Regions from separate parts of the Mus musculus genome. Here regions 2 and 3 are each linked to region 1. A link is a contact called in public HiChIP or PLAC-seq and promoter capture Hi-C data. All regions are on one chromosome and are shown on one strand. Each heading gives the region's core, a stretch centred on a gene start, on an enhancer-like site or on the middle of the called end of the contact. The rest is flanking DNA. Distances are from core to core; before and after follow the strand shown.

The links. Promoter capture Hi-C pulls out the DNA fragments that hold promoters and counts their contacts. HiChIP or PLAC-seq counts read pairs in DNA pulled down with a chosen protein or histone mark.
Region 2: a contact with region 1 is called in an H3K4me3 HiChIP or PLAC-seq map of fetal liver, with 3 times the contacts expected there. The contact joins the enhancer-like site here to the promoter of Pofut1 in region 1. A contact is called at or near these places in 4 of 39 promoter capture datasets (the C10 cell line, hematopoietic stem and progenitor cells, hippocampal neurons and 1 more), 5 of 115 datasets of contacts at active chromatin or transcription factors (the 230-238 cell line, embryonic forebrain, fetal liver and 2 more) and 1 of 9 other capture datasets (adipose tissue).
Region 3: a promoter capture Hi-C map of embryonic stem cells shows a contact between it and region 1, with 2.8 times the contacts expected there. The contact joins the enhancer-like site here to the promoter of Pofut1 in region 1. A contact is called at or near these places in 15 of 39 promoter capture datasets (the 3T3-L1 cell line, the HPC-7 cell line, the SN4741 cell line and 7 more), 3 of 484 Hi-C or Micro-C datasets (all in embryonic stem cells), 12 of 115 datasets of contacts at active chromatin or transcription factors (the 230-238 cell line, astrocytes, embryonic basal ganglia and 7 more) and 4 of 9 other capture datasets (embryonic stem cells, liver, macrophages and 1 more).

The regions. Positions count from the first base shown.
Region 1 is chr2:153,239,236-153,243,982 of GRCm38.p6, reverse strand. It overlaps Pofut1 (protein O-fucosyltransferase 1), which reads right to left and starts at 2,451. Exons shown (of 7, transcript NM_080463.3): 1 at 2,258-2,451; 2 at 224-345. The coding sequence starts at 2,396. Plagl2 (pleiomorphic adenoma gene-like 2) reads left to right here and starts at 2,625. Exons shown (of 3, transcript NM_018807.5): 1 at 2,625-2,707.
Region 2 is chr2:153,608,711-153,613,457 of GRCm38.p6, reverse strand. No RefSeq gene overlaps it. Among named protein-coding and RNA genes, the nearest start is that of Commd7, 22 kb to the left of the region's middle. Within about 2 kb of position 2,522, at least 162 of the 459 cell types and tissues checked have an H3K27ac peak or open chromatin away from gene starts, as enhancers often do. A contact at or near this core is called in embryonic forebrain, fetal liver, hematopoietic stem and progenitor cells and 1 more, where this site is marked.
Region 3 is chr2:153,584,114-153,588,860 of GRCm38.p6, reverse strand. No RefSeq gene overlaps it. Among named protein-coding and RNA genes, the nearest start is that of Commd7, 46 kb to the left of the region's middle. Within about 2 kb of position 2,125, at least 54 of the 459 cell types and tissues checked have an H3K27ac peak or open chromatin away from gene starts, as enhancers often do. A contact at or near this core is called in the HPC-7 cell line, embryonic stem cells and hippocampal neurons, where this site is marked.

The DNA.
Region 1 (4,747 bases), core at 1,202-3,701:
AGGATTAGCTATAGGAAAGATGAGCTAACCCTCATCTAGCGTTCAGACAATGCGGGGTACATGACAGGTGTTCGGTTAAAAAAAAAAAAAGCTAGTTATTGCTATTTCTAGGTAGAGAAGAGGACAACAGCAGATTGGAAGAAAACCCAGAGGCCTTGGAGTCAAGCAAGTCTGCAAGTGTGGGGAAGGATGGGCAAGGGTCTAGGTCAGCAGAAATACTCACGTTGGTGAAAGGAGGCTTGTGATGTTGGTATTCAATCCATGGAGGTACAGCCAAGGTGCGGTTCAGCAGCTTCGCAAATGCCAGGGAGCCCAAGAAGTGATCAGCCTGGTTCCCAAAGCGCCCTGGAAATGGTACATTGTGGGTAGAGTGGCCTGGGGCCTAATGGCATGGTGTACGAAGGGCTCAGCAAAGATGTGCATTCAAGACTGGGGAAGGCCAAGGAACAGTGAGCTAGCAACACTGGCACAGGAGAGAAAGTCCAGACTTCCAGGTTTGACATCTGAGGGCCTGTAGGTCCTGGTCCTTCTGCCACTGCCCCACCAGAGTCCATGCTGTTTCTCAAACATGTTATAATCATCCCCACTCTACCTGCCATCTTTGCCAGCAGTGTCCTCAGACCTGTCTCCACTCACTTGTACATGAAGGTGACCCTGATGCTTCATTTGCTAAGACACTTTTAAACAACTCCTATCCATTTCCTTTACTCTCAGCACGGCATTGAGGTTTGTTTTGTTTTGTTTTTTGAGACAGGATCTATATAGTCCTGGAACTTGTTCTGTAGACCAGTCTGTCATTGAACTTGTAACAATCTTCCTGCATGTTACCTCCACCTCTTACATGCTAGAATTACAGCTGTGAATCAGATTATGTATTTATGTGCTGGGTATTTAACCTAGTATCTCTGACATGCTGGGTAAATGCTTTACCATTTAGCTATAAACACTTCAGTCATTTATATGTCTGCTTTCATTTTCCAGCTTTTTGTATTGGCTGTCTATGCAGGCTGTGAATGCTTTAAACACAAAGGTCTATCTGGTTTTTGTTTGTTTTGTTTTGCCAGAGTCTCACTATGTAGCCCTGGCTACTCTGGAATTCTCTATGTGATCAGGTTGGCCTTAAACTCACAGAAATCCACCTGCCTCTGGCTTCTAGTGCTGAGATTAAAGTTGTATGCAAGCACATTTGGCTATCATCAATATGGCAGCCATTCATCCATTCCAGAAACACTGCAAGGCTGAAATGTGCCAGGTACTGTGCTAGATGTTATAATATAAAATCAGAAGGATAAGGTTTCTGTCCTCAAGGCATTCCATTCTAATTCAGGTTAGGAGACACTAAACATGAAAACAAATTCCTTATGGTATATTTTGATGATTGCAAGGGAAAAAATGAAAAGGTTTGGTGACAGGGAGACTCAGGAAATGACAAGTAGAGAGGTCAATGGAGTCCTCTTTGGTGACACGTATGTTGAGACTTCAAGGATGAGAAAGAGTTAGCAGAAATTATAGGAAGGTACTCCGAGAAGAATAGCTCATAGACCTTTATGTCTGTAAGCAATAGAAAGCCGGTTACTATGGCTGTAGCCAGAGGGCCATGGGAGAAGGGGTGTGGAGAAGAGTGGAGCCAATCTTGCAAGGTCAGGCCATCAGATGATGGCCATGGTCAGGAATGCAAGCTACTCAAGGATTGAGAGAAGGGATGGATTATATAATGATGATCCACGACTGCATTTAAGTTGCATCCCTCCGCTGGTTCTTAGGAGTCCTTGGTTATCTTTTATTACCCCAGTTTGAATCATCTTGTACAAATTCTGCACGCACTTAAAAACTTTTTATTGTCTGTCTTCCTAAAATGAAGAATCCTATGAGATTTATCTGTTTCATTCACCACCAGCACAGACAACAGCGCCTGGGACATTAAAAAAAAGGGGGGGGGGCATATAAATTCTTTGCTGAATGAATGCAAGAATTGCCACGAGACAGTGCGGGCAGGTCTTGTCCTACAAACTCCATCTACTGATCTGAGACTGATTAGACCTCGAGTGAGTCACTTAACTTCTCCCATCTGTCGAATGGCAAGTTGAACACCAATGGGTCCTCTGTACCCAGGCAAGTAGGGCAGGGAAGAACACAGGCCCTGCCCCTCTCTGGTGTTCTCCTCTGGACCTGAGAAGTCTCCGGGCGCCTCAGAGAAGTGGCTCCGCCTCCTCCGCCTCAGTTTCTCCGTTTAAGCAGAGGGTTCCGGAGGCCTTACCCATGCAGGGACAGTAGAGCAGGTAACCGGCCAGGTCCCAGGAGCCCGCTGACCGCCCGCGGAGCGGCAGCAACAGCAGCAGAAGCAGGAAAGACGCCCGCAGCAGCAGGTGTGGCGGTGCCCACGCGGCGGCGCCCATGTCGACGGCAGAGCCCCAGAGTGCCACGGCCCGGAGGCGGGGAGGGGGTGGGAGGGAAGAAGAGGCGCGAGTGGCCGCCCCGCTCCCAGTGCTCCCCGCGCGCCGCCCGCGCGCCGGCTGGGCCTCTCTAGCCCGCGGGCGGGCGGGACCATAGAGAGCCCGCGGCACCGCCCCCTCCACGACCCGAGCGCCCGCTCGCGCGGCTCCCACAATGCACCGCACAATGGCCCGACCGCCGCCACTACCGGGGCCTGAGCGGGCCTGGCGGAGCCCGAGCGCGGCCCGGCCCGCAGCGCGGGGTCCCGAGCGCAGTGAGTGCCGGCGAGGGTCCTGGGGGATGGTGGGGAGCGGGGCGGGAGGCCGTCGCGCTGCGCCCACACGCCCGGCTCTCGGAGCGGCGGCGCCCCTCACTTCGGGCCGCCCAGCGCGGTCGCCCACACCCCTGAGTAGGGGCCCCCTTTGCTCTAGCCGGGCCCCCGATAGGCCCCGTAGTGACGAAAACGTTCCCCGGACCTCAGACCTGTGCCCAGGGGACCGGAACAAGCCTTTCAGGCTCCCTCCATTCCTAGACCTGGAAACTCAGCCTGAGGGTCCCCTAGTCTGGACCCCCCAGACTCCCTGGAGACCCAGATAACACGCAGCTAACCTTCCTCGGGATCGCGGTCTGGGGGGCATAGATAAGCTGCACCTGTTCCCACCCTCGGACACGCCTACCCCGACCCACATAACCTTCCTTTTCCTGCTCCAAATAGTCTGCTCTAAGCTCTTTCGTTTTCCAGACTTTCATAAACCTGCTTTCAGGCTTTTCTGCAGTACCTCGGGCCGAAGAACCCAAAATAAAGCCCTAGCTGAAGTTCCCTTCCCAGTGATCATATTGTGGAAAGTTTAGGCATTTTCCTTCGGGAGGGTCCCATTTCTACACCCGTTTGAAATTCAGAGAACTCGCTCTTTCGACCTTTAGAATCTCCCTACCTCTTCCCCCCATGGGGTCTCTTAGAGACTCAAATAACGTGCTCGTAATTCTTTACCGTGCATGCTTGCTCTTCCCACCCCAGATCCTATTAGACTTTTTAGACTTACTATTGAATTCCCGTCTCTTGTCTCCACTCTTTACATCCACCTTCCAATTGTGGGGAGAATTTAACATTTCACACTACAAAATAGGGTAGTCTCTCCGCTGGCCTAAGGGCCAGACTTCCTACAACTTCAGCCCCATGCTTCAGTCCAGCTTGGAACAGATCGGGGTCGCGGGGGGGGGGGGGGGAGGGGGCGGTGGCGCGGTGGCGGGCCGCGTTCCTGGCCGTGTTGGGAGTTGGGGCTTTCACCTGCAAGCATACCGACTCCTGGCTTGTGTGTTTTTCCACCTGTCAGCCTGGGGCTGTGATAAGTCTGGCCTTGGGTTTCTAACCCTCTCCTCTTGGGGGAAAGGCTGCTAAGTTGCGGAGGGGTGGTAGGTGAAAATGAGGCCCGAGTGAGTTGCAGCCATTTGCTCCAGGCCTCCCCAGGGCTGGGAGGCAGCGGGAATCTGAGGAAATAGGGAATCAAAGGGACTCCAAAGAGGCCCATCTACACTGACAGAAGAACTACCAGCCCGAGAGTAAATCCTACCCCTGTTAATCCTGTTTGATGTTTCTTGGAATGATGCAAGTCACTGAGACTCTCAGGCCTCCCTGTAATTTAATTCTCCCACCATTCCGGGGTGTTGTGTGTGTGCGCGCGCGCGCTGGCCTTGGGAAGTGGGCAGCTCTTCCCATTCCTCCGTTCCTTCTTACTGTTTTCCAGCCAGCCAGAATGCTTTTGGATTGGTTTCTGATGTCCAGGTCAAGGCCTGTTTTGTTTTCTTTTCCCCTTTAATGCTATTTATAATTTCCCAGTTGCTATTTTAAGTTCTTTTGAGGGTAGATTCCACCTCCAAGAACCTTTCTGGGTGTGTTTCCTCCTAGGCAGGTGTTGAATTGAGTTCTTCAGAGCCCCAAGTAGCTCTTGGGCAGGAGGGATAAAAGCTATTTTAGGGTAGTCACTGAAGTGGAGCTGTTAATCCTCTGTGGGTCTCTTTAGTTAAGAACACTCAGAGATTAACCCTTTCTTTGCTGCAAAGCGAACCGGCTAGCTTAACAGTATTTGATGGGAGAGTTGGGAAAACTGGACTGTGGCAGCAGAAGGTGTGAACATGCAACTCAGTATAAAGACCAAGATAATAGCTTTCTTTTGCTGGGTACTTAGAGTAGGCCAAACCCATTGCTGAGCTTTTTGCATACCTGACTAAAATAATCCTTACAACCAGACTGTGAGGTAAGTATTTTTAGCTTTACAGATGAGGAAACAGGCTAATAATGGAGAAAGAACGCAGT
Region 2 (4,747 bases), core at 1,273-3,772, 370 kb before region 1:
AGGCAGTGCCCTGCCATTCTTCCCTTCACACTGGCCAGGCTCAATTCTGTCAGCTTTGTCTGGGAGCAGCAACCCCAGACTCAGCCTGCTGGCGTGTCCCTTTGAGGAGCAGCATTCTTGTGAGATCTTCCCTACAGTTTTGGGGTGTAGAGCAGGGGTCTCTTTGGTACCCAGGGGTGCTGGAGTGCAGAGACTGAAGAGACCAGGCTACACCCTTGGAGAACATGACATCAAGTTTGAGAAACTTGAGCAGCACCCAGGGAATCATAAATTCTGGTAGATAGGCTGTGAGTGGTGTCAGAGGTCCGATGTCTAGGGAGCAGAGGGCATGAATGATGGGGAGCAGGGGGCCTCTGCAGGCTGAGTCAGAGTGAGTTGCCCTGACAGGTGCAAGGGGCAGGGGTGGTGGGGTTCATCTTTGAACTGTATGTTCCCTTCCCCTGACCTGTGCATGGAGGGAGATGGGAGCTGCCTGGAGCCTATGGGAGGCCCAGTACCTGATGGTGACTGAATAAGGGCTTACAGAGGCTTATGGAGAAAGGCTGCTTCCACTTCAAAGAGCCCTTGCAAAGCAGCTCGGTGAAGAGAGGGGAATTTTCCTAGACAATGCCCCTGGGCTTCCGCTAGTGCTTAGCCCAGAGATTGCTGGAGGGTGGGGTTTACAGATCCCAAAATGTGCACAAGGATTTTAGGTGGAACTCAGCCAAGATGCTGGAAGTGTGTCAGACTCCAGGTCCTTAGAAACCTAAGGCATCTGCTGTTCCCCTGAAAGGAGCCCAGACCACACCCTGCCCCAGCCCTTCCCTCCCTGTTCTGTGTAAATCCTGGATAGAGGTATTCCCTTCTTCCTCTTTCCTGGGTGGTTCCCTCAACTATAAAACAAGGATTTTTAGGAAGTGGGGTAAAAAGAGCAGGAATCCAAGGCAACCCTTAACTACATATAAAGTTCCAGGCCAGCCTGGGCTACCTGTTTTAAAAACCAACCAAGCAATCCACAAGCAGGAATTCATTCAGATGATCTCTAAAGACATTTTTGAACAGTCGGGTGTGTGTGTGTGTGTGTGTGTGTGTGTGTGTGTGTGTGCGCACACACACACACACACACATCGGTCAATGTAGGCTTGGTAAACTTCCAGTGTCTTCATATTTTCATTTATTAAAGATTTTGTTTATATATATAATATATAGAGAGATAGAGCAATCCTCCTGTTTGTCTCCCACTAAGCTAGAGTTATAGGTGTGCATTCATGTCCAGTTTTTAACAGGGATGCTAGGGACTTGAACTCTGGTCCTCATGCTTGCTAAGCTGTTGGAGAGCGACAGCTTCCTTTTGAGATACTGTCTCACTGAGTTGCCCAAACTGGTCTTAAACTGGCTCTGTAACCTAGTCAGGCATTCCTCAGAATCCTAAATAGCTGGGATTGCAGGAATGTAGCAATAGGTGGGGGCTCTAGGTGGGGGGAGGGGGTAACACAGAGTGGGAGTTTATGGTGTTCTGGGAAGGTCTATTTGAGAAGCTGATCTGATCTGGTCTTGCAGGATGAAGAAGCCTAACCTAGTAATGAGGCACAGAGGAATGGCACCTGCAAAGGCCCTGAGGCCAGTGCATACTTTGTATCTTTAGGAAACAAAGGGCCAGGGTAGGGGAAGAGAAAACAAGGGTAATTGGACAGAAGTCAGCAGGGGGCTGGGGTGGGGTGGGGTGGGGACAGATACTCAGGGCTAAGATTAAGAGCTCAATTCTTCCTCATGGGGCTAGTTCCCAGATTCCAATGGCATTATCTACCCTTGGGAGTCTCTGGTGACCTAGGGCTGGTCATTTCCCTTCCATGGATTTGTTTTCCTTTAAGGTAGATTGATCCAGTTATAATGTGCCAAGCTGGGCCCAGGGAGAATGCTAGGAGACTTGACTCTAGACGTCCACCCATTAAATAAATAAATAAATGCCCACCGCCATATGGCGCTGGAAACCTTTGGAAGCTGTCAGTGACACTTGCTCGCGTGTTCATACTTGAGTGAAGTCCTTCTTGACCCCACTCTTGTCCCCAGGGTGGATGCTCCACCAGGGCTGGTTTGCTGGGCTGAGCTGGCCTTACTTCATGTGCTTTTCGTAGGTCTCCTTCCAGGAGGAGGAAAAAGAGGAGGTCTGGGGAAGCTGGAGACAGGGGCTCTGGCCCTGAGGCTGTGTGGCCGAGGAGAGGGCCCTGTGAAGGTGTCATTTTTTATGAATGATTTCCTGACAGGACTGACTAAGACTCAGCCAGAGCTACAAGGGCTGGGGCGCAGGCCTCTTTTCCGGAGCCTAATCTGCCCAGGGCAGGCAGCTGGCTCCAGAGACGGAAAGGCCTGCACAGCTCAGAACTCTGCGGTTTGGGACATCGGTGGTCTTTGTCGGTTTTTCTCCTCCCAGCTTCTCTTAGCTTATGGTGGCAGTGGGGGAGGAGCAGCCCCACTGGGCTTCTCCTCCTCTGTCTTTGTCTCCAGGCTCCCTCCTTCTTAGAAGGCCGCTGTCAGCAGCTTTTGGCACCGCTGCCTGCCTGGAGCCTGCCATGCCTCCAGCAGAGGTGTCCGGGGAGGGGGAGTAACACTCTTCCACAGCGGCCTCTGCAGCCAGGCCTAGGAGCTAGAACATAGGGTGGGAGCAGGGTGGGGGCTGAGCTCCTAGGAAAGCAGGAGGGAGAGATAGGCAACGATTCTGCCTTCTCCACCCACGTACCAGACCCCAGCTCTTCCCCCTGGTTTATTCTATCACTGAATCTAGGAATATTCAAAGAAATATCCAAAGTTCTGAGAAATCGTTCCTGGGAGAAACCCTGTGCTTGTGGCTACAGTGGTAGGGTTTTCAGATCCATCTCAAAGCCTGGGCAGAGCCCACAGTGGCTCATGCAGGAAGTAGAGGCAGGAGGGGCACTTAGTGAGTTCTAGGATAGCCAGGGTTATAGAAGCTATAGTGTGAGACCCTATCTCAAAAAAACAAAACAAAACAAAAAAACAAAAAAAACCTAAGCCCGTGTGGTGGTGTGTCTCAGTCTGAGCGCTTGGAAGACAGAGGGAGGTGCATCTCTGAGCTTGAGGCTAGCCTGGTCTACATAGAGAGCTCCAAACCAGTCAAAGTAACAAAATGAAACTGTCTCAACAATGACAACAACAAACAAACAAGCACTAGAATAAAAAGAAGCCAGCATGGTGTCATGTGCCCGTCATCCTACCACTTGGAAGGAGAGAAGCCAGTGCAGGAAAATTAGGGATCCAAGACTAGCCTCAGCTACAGTGAATTTGAGGCCAGCCTGGGCTCCATAAGTCCTGTGTCAAGTAAGGAGAAACAGAGGCTGAGCTAGAGAGAGAGGCAGCTAAGGGGAGTCAGGGCTCCGGAGGTCCCCGCTAGGGTAAGGGGTCTTTCCTTCTGCATGAGTTCAGGAAGCTTTGAGAAGGTCAGCCACCTACTTGCCAGAAGTAGGGCTTCTTCCTCAGTCTACCCTTTATTCACTCTGTGGCCTGCCTCACTGGGCTCCGTAAGGGCGCTGAGATGAGCCCAGGAAGGCCAGCCCCTGCTTAGCTTTGCCCCTGCCCTCCAGCACAGGCCTCAGAGAGCAGAGACAAAGACCTTAGGGGCTGCTGAGGTGATGGTGACTGCCGGCTCCGAGACTCATAATGGCAGGGGTCACTGGGCTCCAGCCCCCTCTAGCGGTCAGCAGTGGCGATGAATTCAGAGTGGAGTGGGGAGGAGTCTCTGGCGCAGGCCTCCTCCCACCGCCTTGTCAGCAGGCCAAGCCTTGGAATTTTGTGCCAAGTCTCTGGAAAGAGGCCTGTCCTGCCAGCCAAGGGACAGAAAAACAAGATGAAAGGTTCCAGGAGTGGCAGTAGTGGTGCATGCCTGTAATCCTGACCCTTGGGATGTGTAGAGAAGACGACTGGGGATTCAAGGCCAGCTTTGCAAATCTGAGGCCAGGTTGGGCAACATGAAATCCTGTCTGGATAGATAGATAGATAGATAGATAGATAGATAGATAGATAGATAGATAGATAGATAGATAGATAGATAGATAGATAGACCTAAAAAAAAATACACAGGCCTGGAAGCTGGCCCCAGTCTTTCCTTGGGGACTACCTTTGAATCAGTGTGCCAACTCCTCTCTCCGGCCCTACTCATGCTGACCAGGAGCCAGGCAGGGGTGACTACTTCCATGAGTGTAGACCTTGGCTGGAGGAGTGAGTCCGCAGAAGCACGTGCGTCTGTTGGGACTCAGTCCGCTGCCCTTCTGGATAGCCAGCACGGCTGGGGGTGGCAACTGATGTCACTGCACTTTTCCCTGTTCAGCCTCCTTTGCGTTGTGACAGATACTGACCTCCCCATGGAGGTCACCATCTCTTTGTTTCGCCCACAGTGCTCTGGTGGGGACTTCTGTCCCTGTACTTAATTCTTCAACACGCCTGCTTCCCTAACTAGGCATTCCATTTCCTAGGGTTTGGGTCTATTGAGCCCCATAGCTGACACCCGTTTCTTGTGAAAAGATCTTTCCTGAGGAGGGAGAGGGGGAAGTGAGGTCCCTCTCCCTACCCTTTACTGGGCACTTTTTTGTTTTTATTAGGTATTTTCCTCATTTACATTTCCAATGCTATCCCAAAGTCCCCCATACCCTCCCACCGACCCACCCCCTGGGCACTTATTTTTATGGTATTAGTTACTGAACCCAAGGTTGCTCGCTGCTCCCTCCCCACCCCACCCCCCTTTTTGGAGACAGGGTTT
Region 3 (4,747 bases), core at 876-3,375, 350 kb before region 1:
AAGTGAGTTCCAGGACAGTCAGGGCTATACAGAGAAACCCTGTCTCGAAAAACCAAAATAAATAAATAAAATAAAATAAAATAAAATAAAGAAGAGGGCCTGGAAAGATGGTGTGGCAGTTACCAGTGCATATCGTTCTTGCAGAGGAGCTGAGTTCAATTTCTGACACCCACTCTTTCTCCAGCCTTCATTTGAAGGAGATCTTTTTTTTTTTTTTTTCATTTAAAATTGTCACTGTATGTGTGTCTTTTGCCTGCATGTATTTCTCTGCACCATGTGTATTCCTGGTGCGCCTAAGAGGTTAGAAGGGAGTTGGAGCCCTGTAACTGGAGCTATGGGTGGTTGTGAGCTACCATGTGGGTGCTGCATATCAAACCCATGTCTTCTGGAAGAGCAAGTGCCTGATAAGCCATCTCTCCAGCAGCTTGGGAGACCCTTGATTTTTTTTAAAACTATGAATAATGCTGCTGTGAACAGTCATATAAGTGTACATGTGAATGAATGAATGAATGAATGAGTCACATGAGTGTACCTGTGAATGAATGAATGAGCCACATGAGTGCATGTGTGGGTGAATGAGTGAATGGGCCACATGACTGTATATGTGAATGTATGGCTCCTTTCTCTTGATTCTTCTTTCTTTCTTGAAATAGGGTCTTGCCATGTGAACAAACTCTTGATTCTCCTGCCTCAGCCTCTCAAGTGATGGAGTTACAAGCATGGCCTCTCATACTCAGAATGTCCTCCTCTGACAGTTGTACAGTTTGGGCTTCACATTTAGGCCTACAGTTTGTCATCAGTTAATGTTTGTGTAGTGTGAGATAGGGGTCTGCTACCATGTGACAAGTGTCTGCTGCCATATTTGTTGAGAAGGTTGTCCTGTCCTTATTAAGCTGGCTTGCTGCCTTTGTTGAGAGGCTGACCTCAATGTGAAGGTCTATCCTTGGACTCTCAGTGCTGTGTCAGATGTGAAGGTCTAACCTTGGACTCTCAGTGCTGTGTCAGATGTGAAGGTCTATCCTTGGACTCTCAGTGCTGTTTTACTCCTCTCTACCCTTGTCTCTTCTGACTGTGACAGTGATCTGAGAACTTTTGCAATGGGAAGTGTAGTAGCCCCAAAAGTGTTTCTTCTTTCGTTTGTTCTTTTTTTTTCCTATCTTCTCAGATCTTCAAGTTACAAATAATTCTGAGCTGTCATGTGTGTGTTGGGATTTGAACCCCAGTCCTCTGGAAGAGTAATCAGTGCTCCTAACCACTGAGCCATCTCTCCACTCCCAAGTGTTGTTCCTTTTTAAAGATTATCATTCTAAGTCTCTCTAGTCTCTGTGTGAATCTTACCACTAACTTGTTCATCTCTATAAGAGACTAAGGTTCAGGCTGAACAAATCTCAGGATTAATCCATTTGCCTTGCCATACACAGAGCCTGGGAGGCAGAGGCAGGCGGATTTCTGAGTTCGAGGCCAGCCTGGTCTACAGAGTGAGTTCCAGGACAGCCAGGGCTATACAGAAAAACCCTGTCTCGAAAAAAACAAAAAAACAAAAAAAAAAAAAAAAAAAAAGGAAAAAAAATTGGTCCTCAGACTCAAGAATACAGATATTTCATTGATTTTGGTTATTTAAACATTTTAAGCAATGTTTTATAGTTTTCAGGGTATAAAGTCTTACTTCTGTTAATTTTATTTCTAAACATTTTCTACATTTCTCCCCTTTCCTCTCTACCTCCCTCCTTTCCCCCAGGTTGGCCTCTGGATGTGGTTGTCAATGACCTTGACGTTCTGATTCTTCAACTTCCGCCTCCCAAGAGCTGGGATTGCAGGTGCACGCCAGCCATATCCAGTTTTATGCAGTTCTGGGGACTGAACTCAGACACTGGTGCATGCTAAGCAAGCATTCTGGTAACTGCGTACCTCCCAGCCTGTAGAGTGTTTGGAGAGCCCCACGTAAAGTCACTTGGTACAGAGGCGTTCTGGTTCCAGTTTTGAGTCAGTATTGACCCTGCAGCCACTGCCCTTCTAGGCCTGTTTTCTCTTGTCTGGGAAGGGTAGTTCGCTCTTCCAATAATGACCTGCCCCACCCAACCTTAAACAAACAGTGGGTTCTGTGTGCACCACTTCCCCAAACTACCACCAGAGGGTGCTATAGACCAGCATTTGGCTGAGCTCCCGGTAAGGGGCCCCCAGGGACGCTGAGGCAACCCGATGTTTTCCAGGAGCTGCGGGTTTTGCTAGTATAGGCTTCCGTGTAGCGCCACCTGCTTAGGACCTTTGTGCCCGCTCCTCCCTGTAGTGAGGATAGTGGGATAGGGGCGTACTCTTGAGGCTAGATCCCTGCTAGCTTTGATAAGTAGCCTAAGGTCCCAGGGTCAGGGCAGACAGTAGTCCTGAGTTTCTCAGCCACGGGTTTCACGCGTCTGGGTCTCATGATGGCTCAGTATTCCTTCCGTCACAGAGTTACTTAGCAGCAAAAGCTCTCATCCTAGCTGTATGCCTGGCCATGAAGAGGGATAACATAGCCCTTCAAAGACATGAATGGATTTGTGGACCCTGCCGTCCTTGAAACCACAGTATCTGAAATTCCAGATGTCTGTGAGCTTCTTAGAGTGATCAGGCCCGTGTCCCCCAGAACCCACAAAGCAGCTTCCCCCTCCAACAAGGTCAGAAAGTTGCCTTCCTTCTGTTTTGCAGCTGACCTCCAAAACCAGCAGCGCTTCCTACTCAGGCCTTTGCATAGAGACACCAGAGCCTCCCTGTGCCTGCGTTCTTTCATTGGGTGAGGGTCGAGACAGAGTCACTACAGCTCAGACTGGCCTTCAGCTTACTAAGGAGCTAAGGCTGGTCTGAAGCCCCTATCCCCTTGCCTCTGCCGACCAGATGCTGAGATTATAATCGTGTGTCTCTACACTGGATTTTTTTTTTCTTTTCCTTTTTAGTTAAATTTGTTCACTTTTGTGGTGCTAGGGATGAGCCTAGGGCCTTCTACATGTCAAGCCAGCACTCTACCCTGGACCCATAGCTCCAGATGTGTGACTGTTTTTTCTCTGATTCCAGACTGGGGTCCCCTGAGAAGTAATGAGTCCCAAGTTCATCTTGGTCTCCTTTGTGAAGCCTAATGCTGAATTCTGTATCCGGCAGCCCATTCCACAGGAGAGTCCCTTCATGAGCACCCCACTCAGCATCTCTAATCACTCTATTTTGTCTTTAGTTTTTTGAGACAAGGATTCCCTGTGTCAGCCCTGGGTGTCCTGGAATTTGCTCTGTAGACCAAGCTGGTCTCCAGCTCAGAAATCTGCCTGTTTCTGCCTCCGGAGTGTTGGGATTAGAGGCATATGCTGCCACCATCCTGCCAGTCACCTTTTTAATTAAAAAAAAAAAAAAACAAACTAAATTTTATCCTTTGAAATATTTTATTGAATTTTACGTGTATGAGTGGTCTTCCTGCATGTATGCTCATGTCTGGTGTGCTGATCAGAACAGGGCATTGGGTCTCCCTGGAATTCGAGTTAAACAGAACTGTGTGTTAAGAGTTGAACCTTAGCTGGGCGTGGTGGCGCACACCTTCGATCCCAGCACTTGGGAGGCAGAGGCAGGCATATTTCTGAGTTCGAGGTCATCCTGGTCTACAGAGTAAGTTCCAGGACAGCCAGGGCTACACAGAGAAACCCTGTCTCGAAAAACAAAAAACAAAAAACAAAAACAAAAAACAAAAACAAAAAACCCCAAACAAACAAAAACAAAAACTAAAGAACAAAACAAACAAAAAAGAGTTGAACCTTAACTTACTCCAGTAGAACAGCCAGTGCTATTTATTTATTTATTTATTTATTTATTTATTTATTTATTTATTTATTTATTTATTTATTTATTTATTTATATTTAGATGAGTACACTGTAGCTGTCTTCAGTCACACACCCCAGAAGAGGGCATCAGATCCCATTACAGATGGTTGTGAGCCACCATGTGGTTGCTGGGAATTGAACTCAAAACACCTGGAAGAACAGTCAGTGCTCTTAACCAGCTGCGCTATCTCACCTGCCCTTCTCATCACCCTCTCCAGGACACAGGCTGCAGCCTTTTGGATTTGGGGTGGGGGTGGGGGTGCATTGTTCTGGTGCCAGGCCAACCAGATGATCCCGGTGCTGGAAGGTCAGAGTGGCTCATAGCAGTCGGAGCTGACTCTGGACTAGTTTCACCTGAGTTGTCTCCTTTGCTGCGGTCTCAGTGGCTCTTCCAGGTGGGGTACAGGTCAAGGCACAGGGCAGCTGCTTCTCCTGCCAATTAACATAATTGGCAAATGAGCCGGGCTTGGACTCTAACTCAAGTCTCTGGGGAGCCACTGAGCCACACCTCTGCCTGGAACCAACTTGGGGCAGGACTGGGTGCTTTGGAGTCTTTTTTCCCTGCTCTGTGCAAAGGTCAAAGGTCAGAGGTCATTTGTTTAACTTTCCCCAGACATGACTGTATTGTTAAGGCTAGAGTGTTTGGGAACTAACTCTCTGCATGTCTGCCTGCCTGCCTGCCTGTCTGTCTGTCTGTCTGTCTGTCTGTCTGTCTCTCTAATAGAAATAAAGCCCCAAACAAAACAAAACAGAAAAGTAGTTAAGATTCTAGAAGTCGAGCCGGGCATGGTGGTGCACGCCTTTAATCCCAGCATTTGGGAGGCAAAAACAGGAGGATTTCTGAGTTCGAGGCCAGCCTGGTCTACAAAGTGAATTCCAGGACAGCCAGGGCTACACAGAGAAACCCTGT